Linked DNA regions of Callithrix jacchus: region 1 is linked to region 2. The links are chromatin contacts, called in public Hi-C maps. All regions are on one chromosome and are shown on one strand. The core of a region is the stretch at or near the end of the contact, and the rest is flanking DNA. Distances in the headings are between cores, read along the strand shown. Region 1 overlaps DLG5 (discs large MAGUK scaffold protein 5). Region 2 overlaps POLR3A (RNA polymerase III subunit A).

Region 1 (5,157 bases), core at 1,920-4,419, 150 kb after region 2:
AAATCTGGGCTGAGTACAGAGGCTCACGCCTGTAATCCCAGCACTTTGGAAGGAGCAGGAGGATCCCTTGAGTCCAGATGTCCAACACCAGCCTGGGTGACACAGACTCTTATCTCTACAAAAAATTGTTTAATTAAAAAAATTATTTTTTAGAAAGAGCACTCTGCCCTCACGAAGCGTAGTTTCCTTGTCTCCCGTTCTCTGACTTTCTTGAGCACCTACTCAGCTTTACAGACCTTCAGACTGAGGCGTTGCTCCCACCCCGTCCCCGTCCCCCTCTCCCTTTCCTGTCTGCCCCACAGGGGAAGGGTCTTCCTCCCCCACCTCGCAGTCCATTCCCTGCTCTCTTTTTCCTAGTGCTGTGATCCTTGGCAACAGGGTCAGGGGTGGGGATGCATCCTGGTCACTGGGGTCCCCCAGGTCAGTTCAGCTGGATGAGTGCCTCTAAACAAGCACCACCTCCATACCCCACCAGGAGAAGAGGCCTGGCTGCCATGGGGAGCAGGGCTGGGAGCATCTCAGAACTGGGGCAGCCCCACATCCCAGCAGGTGTGGGGTGGATGCCAGGCTGTGGGATGCCCAGGTGGCAGCAGGCCACCAGCAGAGGAAGTGGAGACATGGGGATGGCCACAGGCGTGCTCCCTGCTGGGCCCGAGGGCAAAGGTTGACCTCACTGGACAAGGGCAGTTTTGTTGCCAGGTTCCTCCCGTGCCTTGTAAACTTGAAGAGGCCCTTGCAGGGTAAATGGTGCTGTTTGACTTTTGTGCTTGCTTGAGGGATTTGTGGGGCTTCCCAGCCCTCTGCATGATTTATCTTGGAGGAAATGAGGCAGCCCTGGGGGAGGGGGCTCCGTGGTTGAGAGCAGCAGACAGGTGTTTTGTCTGTGTGTGTGTGTGTGTGTGTGTGTGTATGTGTGTTTTGCTGGGGAGAGCCTCAGCTGGGCATCCCCATCTCCAGGTTTGGGCAGTCGGAGTGCACCTTCTTAGATTCTTCTAGGCTGTATCAAGAATGCCCAGGAGACCCTGGACAGAGACTGACAAGGCTTGGTGGGGGAATCTTAAGTAGAGGGTGTTTCCACATCTTTTTTCTTTACTAAAATGGTGCATACTCTTCAGTTAATATAGAAAAAGTATTCAACCAGTGTCGAAGGCACCTGCCCACCTCCTCAGACCCAGCCTAGCTTTGTGGAAGTGACCAGCCTCTGTGTAAACCACTGGGATGTGTATCCTTGTAGATTTTTTTTATGCCACATTTAATACTCATACAGTTTTGTTTGTATTCCCTGAAACGTGCCTAAAAAAAAATCCTATAACACATCATGGGTCCCCTTACGTTTTCTGTGAATTTGTGCATCCAGAAAGGTCCTTGTTTGTTTGGTTGTCATGTGTGAATTGCATTCTCTTTGGAGCCTCTTGGTGGCCAGTATCTTCCATGTTACAGACCGTGTTTCAGTGGACACACATCTTTATGCTCTTTTGTACACACGTTTTGAAGTTTGAGCCTTATGGGTAGAATTTCTGGGACAGTGCACATGTTCTCCTAGGTCCTGCCAATTTGTGTGGGAAACTTCTCAGGCCCCAAGAACGTTCTCTCTCCTCCCCCCTGCCCTTTCTCCTGTCTTTAAAATATACTTTCTCTTGTAATACATGAGAGTCGATTTTCTGGTCCCAGATATCCTACACCAGTGCCCTTTCATGGGCCCGGAGGAAGGAAGGGAGGAGAGGGGTTTCCTCATTGCTGAAAGGCATCCCTTACAGAGAAGCTGAGGAAGGAGTGTTCTGACCAGGGTGGGATACAGATCGGAGGGTTGGTCTCTTCCCCGCCTCCCTGCAGGGAGCAGCTCAGACTATGGCTGTCTTTGTGCCTCCCCTATGAAACTTCCAACCCCTTCTCCTAAGCCCCTTGAACTCACAGGCCATCTGTCCTGTGCTCCGGGACTCACGCCTGTAATCTTAGCACTTTGGAAGGCCCAGGTGGGTGCATCACTTGAGTCTAGGAGTTCAAGAGCAGCCTGGGCAACATAGGGAGACCCCCATCTCTACAAAAACTAAAAAAATTAGCTGAGTGTGGTGGGCTGTGCCTGTGGTCCCAGCTTCTTGGGAGGCTGAGGCAGGAGGATCACTTGAGCCTGGGAGGTTGAGGTTGCAGTGAACTGTGATTGTGCCACTGTGCTCCAGCCTGGAGCCAAGCAAGAACCTGTCTCAAAAAAAAAAAAAAAAAAAGAAGTTGACTCTCTTTAATTTAGAATTCTGGGCCAAATTAAAATGTTCTCTCTTTCCTTGGCCTTTGCTGGGAAGCTAAACATTTGGCTGTAGTTAGGTGTGTGTCTCTGTGTATGTGTGTGTGTGTGTGCATGTGGAAATACCTACCAAGAACATAATCTTATAATGGTGAGAGGGAAAAATTCTAGACTGATAGATAGGACTGTTATTCGGATTCTCTGGAGTTAACCGAGCCTGGTTCCCTAGCTTTGTTCAGAGGCTGTTGGTTACATAGCGCAGGCCTGGTGCTGAGTCCTGCTTATAGAGAAAGGGTGAGAAGTGTTTTGGGGCCTGCGATCCTGTTTGAGTATGGGGACACTGCCCTGTGGGAACAAGTTATTCTGTTTAACTCCAAAGGTAGGGTGAGACCCAGAGGTTAGGAGTTGCAGGGAGGCGGGCGGAGTAGCTCCTGGTGAGTAGGGCAGCTGCGAGCTTTTGCCTGTGGAGCTGGCGGGGGTGGCGGTCATTGCAGTGGAAGCAGTTAACGGCTTGATCTCTCTCCCAATGTCTTCCACGGGAGGATCTCACTGTGTTAATGAAGGCTGGGGGCAGCATCAGAAAGGACCCAGAGGTCTGTGCTGGGGTTTCCTTGACCGACCCTGTCACCCTGTCGCACTGGGAATTTGTGGCCCACTGTCACGGCCCATTCGGGCAGCCTGATTCACACAGCCCTGAATTGTCCCTCAAGGCTAGGCGTTCAGGGGACTGTTTCCCAATGAATTCACACGGCCCTGACTCGTCCCTCAAGGCTAGGCGTTCAGGGGACTATTTCCCAGTGAAGAAAGGCTGAACCGTGGCATAGACTCCTGATTCTATCCTGCACTGGTGGAAGTGGGCGCTGCTGGGCTACCGTCCAGAACCTGGCTTTGTGTCATTTCAAAGCTGCCTTTAGAATGAGTTTGTTTCTGGGAAGGTGGAAGGCCACTGTGGAAGAGCATTGGCTTGTCTACCTATCGCTGCCACCTTGTGGGGAACTCAGGCAATGGCAGCCGTCTTTGTTCCCCAGCAAACCAGACTTATTTTGGAGCCCATGGGGTTCTCACTTGGCTTAGGGGATGCTTAGAGAGTAAAACATTTGAAGTAATTTTTAATTGGCGTTTTTGAGGTATTGCTTACCAATCAGGGCAATCTAGTCTAGATGCTGGACCTTTCAAGACATGGGTAGAAGGTGTTGATTGACAGCTATCAGGACTGCCCTTCATTGACCGGGTGTGGTCATGGGTGAGTCCACTCTTTTATTTTTTTTGTGAGACAGCGTCTCACGCTTGTCACCCAGGCTGGAGTGCTTATGGCATGATCTTGGCTCACAGCAACTTCTACCTCCTGGATCAAAGCAATTTTCCTGCCTCAGCCTCCCAAGTAGCTGGGATTACAGGCACCCACCACCACGTCCAGCTAATTTTTGTATATTTAGTAGAGATTAGGCTGGTCTCAAACTCCTGACCTCAGGTGATTTGCCTGCCTTGGCCTCCCACAGTGCTGGAATTATAAGCGTGAGCCACTGTGCCTAGCCAGGCGTATTTTTTTTAAAGAAAGATTTTAGGTGTCAGTGAGGTTCTGTTTCTCTGTGCATTCCTGTTTTGCAGCGGAGATGCTATTTTACAAAACAGTGAAGATTTTGACTGCTTGAGACACCTGTGTACTGCTTTTTAAAATAAGTTCTATATTTTGATGTCCTAGTAAGAGCTCCCTTGAAAGAAAATGTTCTGCTTTAAAAATAAAGGAAAAAGAATAAACCTGAAATGAACCAGTTTTCCTTTTCTCCTTCCCTCCTTCTCTCCCTCCTCCCTTTCCTTCCTTCTTTCTCTCATTCTTTTTCTTTCTCTTCTCCTTCCTTCTCTTCTTCTCTGGCTCTCTCCCTCCCTCCATTTCTCCCTCTTCCTTGACTTCCTCTTTAAGAGTCAACAGTCCTAGGATCTAATGCTTAGGTCTTAGAGGAGGGAGCTTACTTTCTTGTTGCTACGATTCTGACTTAAATTAAGCCCTCTTTTGCTTTTTGTGTTTTTCATGTTTATTGAGGGCTGACCTTAACTCCAAAGGGAATATTCCATCATCCCAGCTTCTGGTTCTCTGGGCTGCAAACACCTGATAACTCAGGCCCCTACTGAATGAGCCAGGGTGTTCCTGGACTGGAACCCCCTGGACTGGGGCTGGAAGGACCAGGCAAGGTTTCTTGGTTCAGTCTTGGCATTTGAGGAATCCAGAAGCTGAAACCCAGAGATACGGAATGACTCAGCCCCAGGACTCAGATCCCATAAGGTGTTAGCCAAGCCTGGAGCAGCCCCCTAGCAACCTCTTAACTCATCATCTTGGTTTGTTTGTTTCTCTATAACAGCACCCCAAATGAACTTTAGTGCCTGTTATTCAGAGTAGACTGCTCTCTAGCTTAAAACCCTCCATAGCCTCCCATCTCACTCAGGAACAGTCTTCACTGTGAGCCCTGAGGTGGTGCCCGAGCCCACTTCTCCAGGCCCCTTTGAACCTACCTCCTCCTGTGCCTTGGGCTCCAGCCACTCGACCCTGCTCTTCTCTTTGTTCCTAGAACACGCCTGCGGGCCTTGCCTCCAGGCCTTTGCACTTGCCCTGCCCTCTGCCTGGTGTGCCCTCACTGCTCTTCTTCATGTGCCTCCAACTCTGCAGTCACCTTCTAGAAGCCTCCTCGGCCTTAGCCTCCCTCACAGCCCTCCACTCTGCTGCTCAGATGGCACTCTCCAGCCCATTATTTCGTTTTTTTATTTTCTCGTTCTTACCTTGCTCTGAAGTTACTTCATTTGGCCTGTGTGTCCACATCCTCCCAGTTAGGAGAAAAGGCCCATAGGGCACAGGCTCTTGGCATCACCTGCACCTAGAACAGTGCTAGACCTATTAGATGCTTGCACAGGATGTGGGGTGACCC
Region 2 (4,707 bases), core at 1,090-3,589:
CCTGCCTCACCTTCAGAGTAGCTAGGATTACAGGTGCCCACCACCATGCCCGGCTAATTTTTTGTATTTTTAGTAGAGATGGGGTTTTACTATGTTGGCCAGACTGGTCTCAAACTCCCAACCTCTGATGATCTGCCTGCCTTGGCCTCCCAAAGTGCTGGGACTACAGGCATAAGCTACCACTTGGCTTTTTTTTTTTTTTTTTTTTTAAGATAGGATCTTGCTCTGTTACCCAGACTGGAGTTTAATGGTGTGATCTCAGCTCACTGTACCCTCCCAAGTAGCTGAGAATACAGACGCATGCCACCATGCCCAACTAACTTTTGTAGAGATGACGTCTCACCATGTTGCCCAGGGTGGCCTTGAACTCCAGGGCAAAAGCAATTCACCTGCCTCTGCCTCCCAAAGTACTAGGATTATAGGCATGAGCCGCTATGCCTGGCCATTGGATTGTTTTTTCATTCCAGAAACTTTCAGAATCCTCTCTGTTCTCTGGAAGTTCACAACGATATGCCCTTGATGTGGGTCTTTTTTTATTGATTGTGCTAAGCACTCAGTAAATCTCTTTTAATCTGCAACTCTGTGTCCTTCCATTCTGGACATTTTCTTATGTTGTTTCTTTGATAATTTTCTCTCTTTTATTTTCTCTGTCCTTTCCTTTTGGAACTTTTGTTAATTGCATATTAGAACTCCTGGATTGATTATCTAATTATTTGTATTATTTTCCCTGTTTGCCATTTCTTTATTCTAGATTCACTTTATCTTTTAACACTTCTATTGAGGTTTAAAATTTTTTCACTATTGGGTATTTAATTTCTAATTTCAGTATTCTTATTCACAGGTAGGGTTTGGTTTTGTTTTGTTTTGATCCCAAAATGTATCTTCTTTGATCACTCTGAGAGAATATTATTTATAGTTTTATCATATTTGCTTCCTAAATTTTCTGTCCTTTTAGTTTCTTTTTCCTGTGCATTTGTGTCTTTTATCTTTCATGTTAAAATCTCTCCTCAAATATCTGGTGGTCCATTAGGAGTAAGGACTGAAACACTGGAAATGGAGTTAACTGGACCTCTCAGTTTTTTTATTGAGGAAAAAAAATATTTTATTGAGGAGATACCAAATATCATTATTAGTAACACTTTTCTCTAGAGAAGCTTGATTTCCCAGAGATGTATTTTGCAGTCTCCATCTCCTAACTAAGGGTAGAGACCTGGCTCCTGGGATTTGGGGAGCTGCACAGGAAATCAGTCTAAGGGTTCTCAAGTGTGGAATATACAGACTTTCCCTCAGTGCTCTTGCTTACAGTTATTTCATCTGCCTGGTATCCCTGGATCCAAAGCCGCTCTGATTCCATTTTGCTGGGAGTAAACTCCCATCTCCTACTGGAGCCTGTCCTTATACAGACTTTCCACTAGGTTTCCTCATTGTTTCCAGCACATTCATCATCTCCAGCACTTGCAGAACCTGATGATCTCATTTCTGAGCCTTTCCAGGCCCATGAGTCCTCTCGTCTACAGATACTTTTAGGTCACCCCTTCCTATCCTGCTAAGCCAGAAGCCACTCAGTCACTTTATTTCTACATACAGTATATTGTAGATAGGATCAATGGTGGCACCTAGTTCCATCAAAGGTGGAGAATACTTTTTTTTTTTTGACACAGGGTCTTGCTCTGCTGCCCATGCTGGAGTGCAGTGATGTGGTTGTGGTTCACTGCAACCTCCACCTCCCGGGCTCAAGCGATTCTCCCACCTCAGCCTCCCGCATAGCTGGGACTACTGGCATGTGCCACCATACCAGCTGATTTTTTAAGGTTTTTGTAGAGACAAGGCTGATCACAAACATCTGGGCTCAAGCAATCCTCCTGCTTCAGCCGCTTGAGTCACTGCACCCAGCTCTCAGGCCACCCTTTAGTGTTTAATGTCACTCTGCTTTAGATGATAGTTGGAAACAGTGTTGTATTTCCCCACGAGGCCGTAAGGTCTCTGAGAGAACGTCAGTGAGTCTGAGTCATTTTGTGTAACTCCCTAATGACTGAGAGAGAAAGCTATTATTTAATTGAATTGTGATGAATTCTGTGAAGATACAAACTTTTTTATACTTTAAACTATGCATAGGTAGTTGATATATAGCACAAACTATATCTAGCAGGCATCAACTATATTTAGCAGGTTTGCTGAGTCTCATTTATGGCCCTTTCTTCCTGCTCTACCAACTCTACAGCTAACCGTGGTTTCTCAATTGGGATCGGTGACGTCACACCTGGCCAAGGACTGCTAAAGGCCAAGTATGAGTTGCTGAATGCTGGCTACAAGAAATGCGATGAGTACATCGAAGCCCTGAACACGGGCAAGCTGCAGCAGCAGCCTGGCTGCACTGCTGAGGAGACCCTGGAGGTGAGCCTGGCCCTTTGGTTCAGGGTTGCCACTTTCTGCACATGGTGGCTGAGATGGTGCCCTCTGGGGTTGTGCTGAGCCATGAAGAGAGGTAGCAAAGGAGTGGGCAAGTCAAGGCAGTGACGTCCGTCTTGTCAGAGCCCTGGGCTCACTATGTGTGTTCTCATTTGTTTCCTGGGGGTAAGGCCTTTCATCAGATCCTCACATCCCTCCCAGCTGTCATGTTCCAGGTGGTGAAAACGGCCATCTATTCGTTCGGCCACACGGGGCTGCTCTTGTTCCGGTAGCACACTCAGACCGCTTCTGTAACTGGTACTCGAGGGCTCCTGCCATTTGCTTTCAGCATCCTTTAGGTAGAAACTGACACCACAGCTCTTTGGAGTTTGTTGTTGTTGTTGTTGTTGTTGTTGTTTGAGACAGAGTTTTGCTCTTATCCAGGCTGGAGTACAATGGTACGATCTCAGCTCACTGCAACCTCCCCCTCCCGGGTTCAAGTGACTCTCCTGCCTCAGCCTCCCGAGTAGTTGGGATTACAGGCATGTGCTACTATGCCCGACTAATTTTGTATTTTTAGTTGAGACAGGGTTTCTCTATGTTGGTCAGGCTGGTCTTGAACTCCCAACCTTAGGTGATCTGCCTGCCTCAGCCTCCCAAAGTGCTGAGATTACAGGTATGAGCCACCATGCCTGGCTATATTTTTTGTATTTTTAGTGGAGACGGGTTTCATCAATGTTGGCCAGAGTGGTCTTCATCTCTTGACCTCATGATCCACCTTCCTCAGCCTCCCAATGTGCTGTGATTATAGGTGTGAGCCACTGCACCCAGCTGGGTTTTTGTTTTTTTAAGACTGAGTCTCACTCTGTCACCTGGCCAGAGCACAGTGGTGAAATCTTGGCTCACTACAACCTCTGATTCCCTGGTTCAAGTGATTCTCCTGCCTCAGCCTCCAGCATAGCTGGGATTACAGGCACACACCACCACATCCAGATAATTTTTGTATTTTTAGTAGAGACGAGGTTTCACTATGTTGGCCAGGATGATCTCGATCTCCTGACCTCGTGATCCACCTGTCTCTACCTCCTAAAGTGCTTGGATTACAGGAGCCACCACACCCAGCAGGTTGTTCATTTGTTTGTTTGTTTGTTTGTTTTAAGCCACAGTCTTGCTCTGTTGCCCAGGTAGGAGTGCAGTGGTGCAATCTCGGCTCACTGCAACCTCTGCCTCCTGGGTTTAAGCAATTATCCCTGCCTCAGCATCTCGAGTAGCTGGGATTACAGGTACCCACCACCATGCTCAGCTAATTTTTTTCGTATTTTTAGTAGAGATGGGGCTTTGCCTTGTTGGCCAGGCTGGTCTCGAATTCCTGACCTCATGTGAACCACCCACCTCAGCCTCCCAAAGTGCTGGAATTATAGGTGTGAACCACTGCACCTGGCCTTACCATGGTTCTTTGAATGTATGGTCTTTGAAAGAGACCTGGATGCAGAAGGAAAATTCATGTCAAATAGTCACATTCTTAGCCTATGCCCCTCATTTGAAACTAGTTTAGCTGAAATCTCAACCAGCATGAGTCAGAATCAGTATCACTGCCAGCCTGTAAGAACCAGAAACTCCCTTAAGCAGCGAGATCAGCACTCTGAGTGCACCACTTTCACCTGGCCGTCTTCTGCCTCACCAATAACCTGTGGCTCTGAGCTTTGACTCACCTGTGTGGAAGAAAGGCCCTTTAAGCAGTGGGAAGTTTTCTGATGAAATACATTTTCTAAAGTAGGGAGAAACCAGAATTGTGTGAGGTATTTACCATTAGCTCATTCTTAATCTTACTCTCACCGAGTCATAAAGAAAGAAAGAGAAAAGGATATTTCTCACTGGTACCTCCTAGAAAATTACTTGAGGCCTCAGCAGCAGCAATTTTTAATGGAACCAGACTCCTAACTGATTCAGCATCCAGTTTGTAAGTTGAGGAGTAAGTGTGTGGATGAGCTCATGAGCCAGAATATTCTTGTGAAGTCATCTCATCACATGCCTGGCTTGTGGGCATTCAGATGTCTGCTTGGCAAGAATAAATAGATAGACAAAGTTACAAACAGTACAAGCAATTCTCTTTTACATACTACATATTTATATAGGGATATGTGTGTGCGTCCACACAGCTATGTATATACAATGTTTTATTGTGTAGGGTAGAATACACAAAGCCATACATTCTACCTGATGGGCCATTTAAAGGATTTTTCAAGTTTTTTTTACTGTCAATTTTAGGCCAGGCTTGGTGGCTTATGCCTATAATCAAGGCAGGAGGATTCCTTGAGG

The links. A called contact is a pair of places that touch in the nucleus more often than the background predicts.
Region 1: a Hi-C map of skeletal muscle shows a contact between it and region 2, with 6 times the contacts expected there. The contact joins two enhancer-like sites. A contact is called at or near these places in 3 of 3 Hi-C or Micro-C datasets (induced pluripotent stem cells and skeletal muscle).

What each region holds. Positions count from the first base shown.
Region 1 is chr12:52,362,327-52,367,483 of calJac240_pri, forward strand. The region is part of intron 5 of DLG5 (discs large MAGUK scaffold protein 5); the gene reads left to right. Among named protein-coding and RNA genes, the nearest start is that of DLG5, 80 kb to the left of the region's middle. Within about 2 kb of position 3,170, at least 4 of the 16 cell types and tissues checked have an H3K27ac peak or open chromatin away from gene starts, as enhancers often do. A contact at or near this core is called in skeletal muscle, where this site is marked.
Region 2 is chr12:52,209,017-52,213,723 of calJac240_pri, forward strand. It overlaps POLR3A (RNA polymerase III subunit A), which reads left to right. Exons shown (of 29, transcript XM_078345494.1): 14 at 2,222-2,394. Among named protein-coding and RNA genes, the nearest start is that of POLR3A, 28 kb to the left of the region's middle. Within about 2 kb of position 2,340, at least 1 of the 16 cell types and tissues checked has an H3K27ac peak or open chromatin away from gene starts, as enhancers often do. A contact at or near this core is called in skeletal muscle, where this site is marked.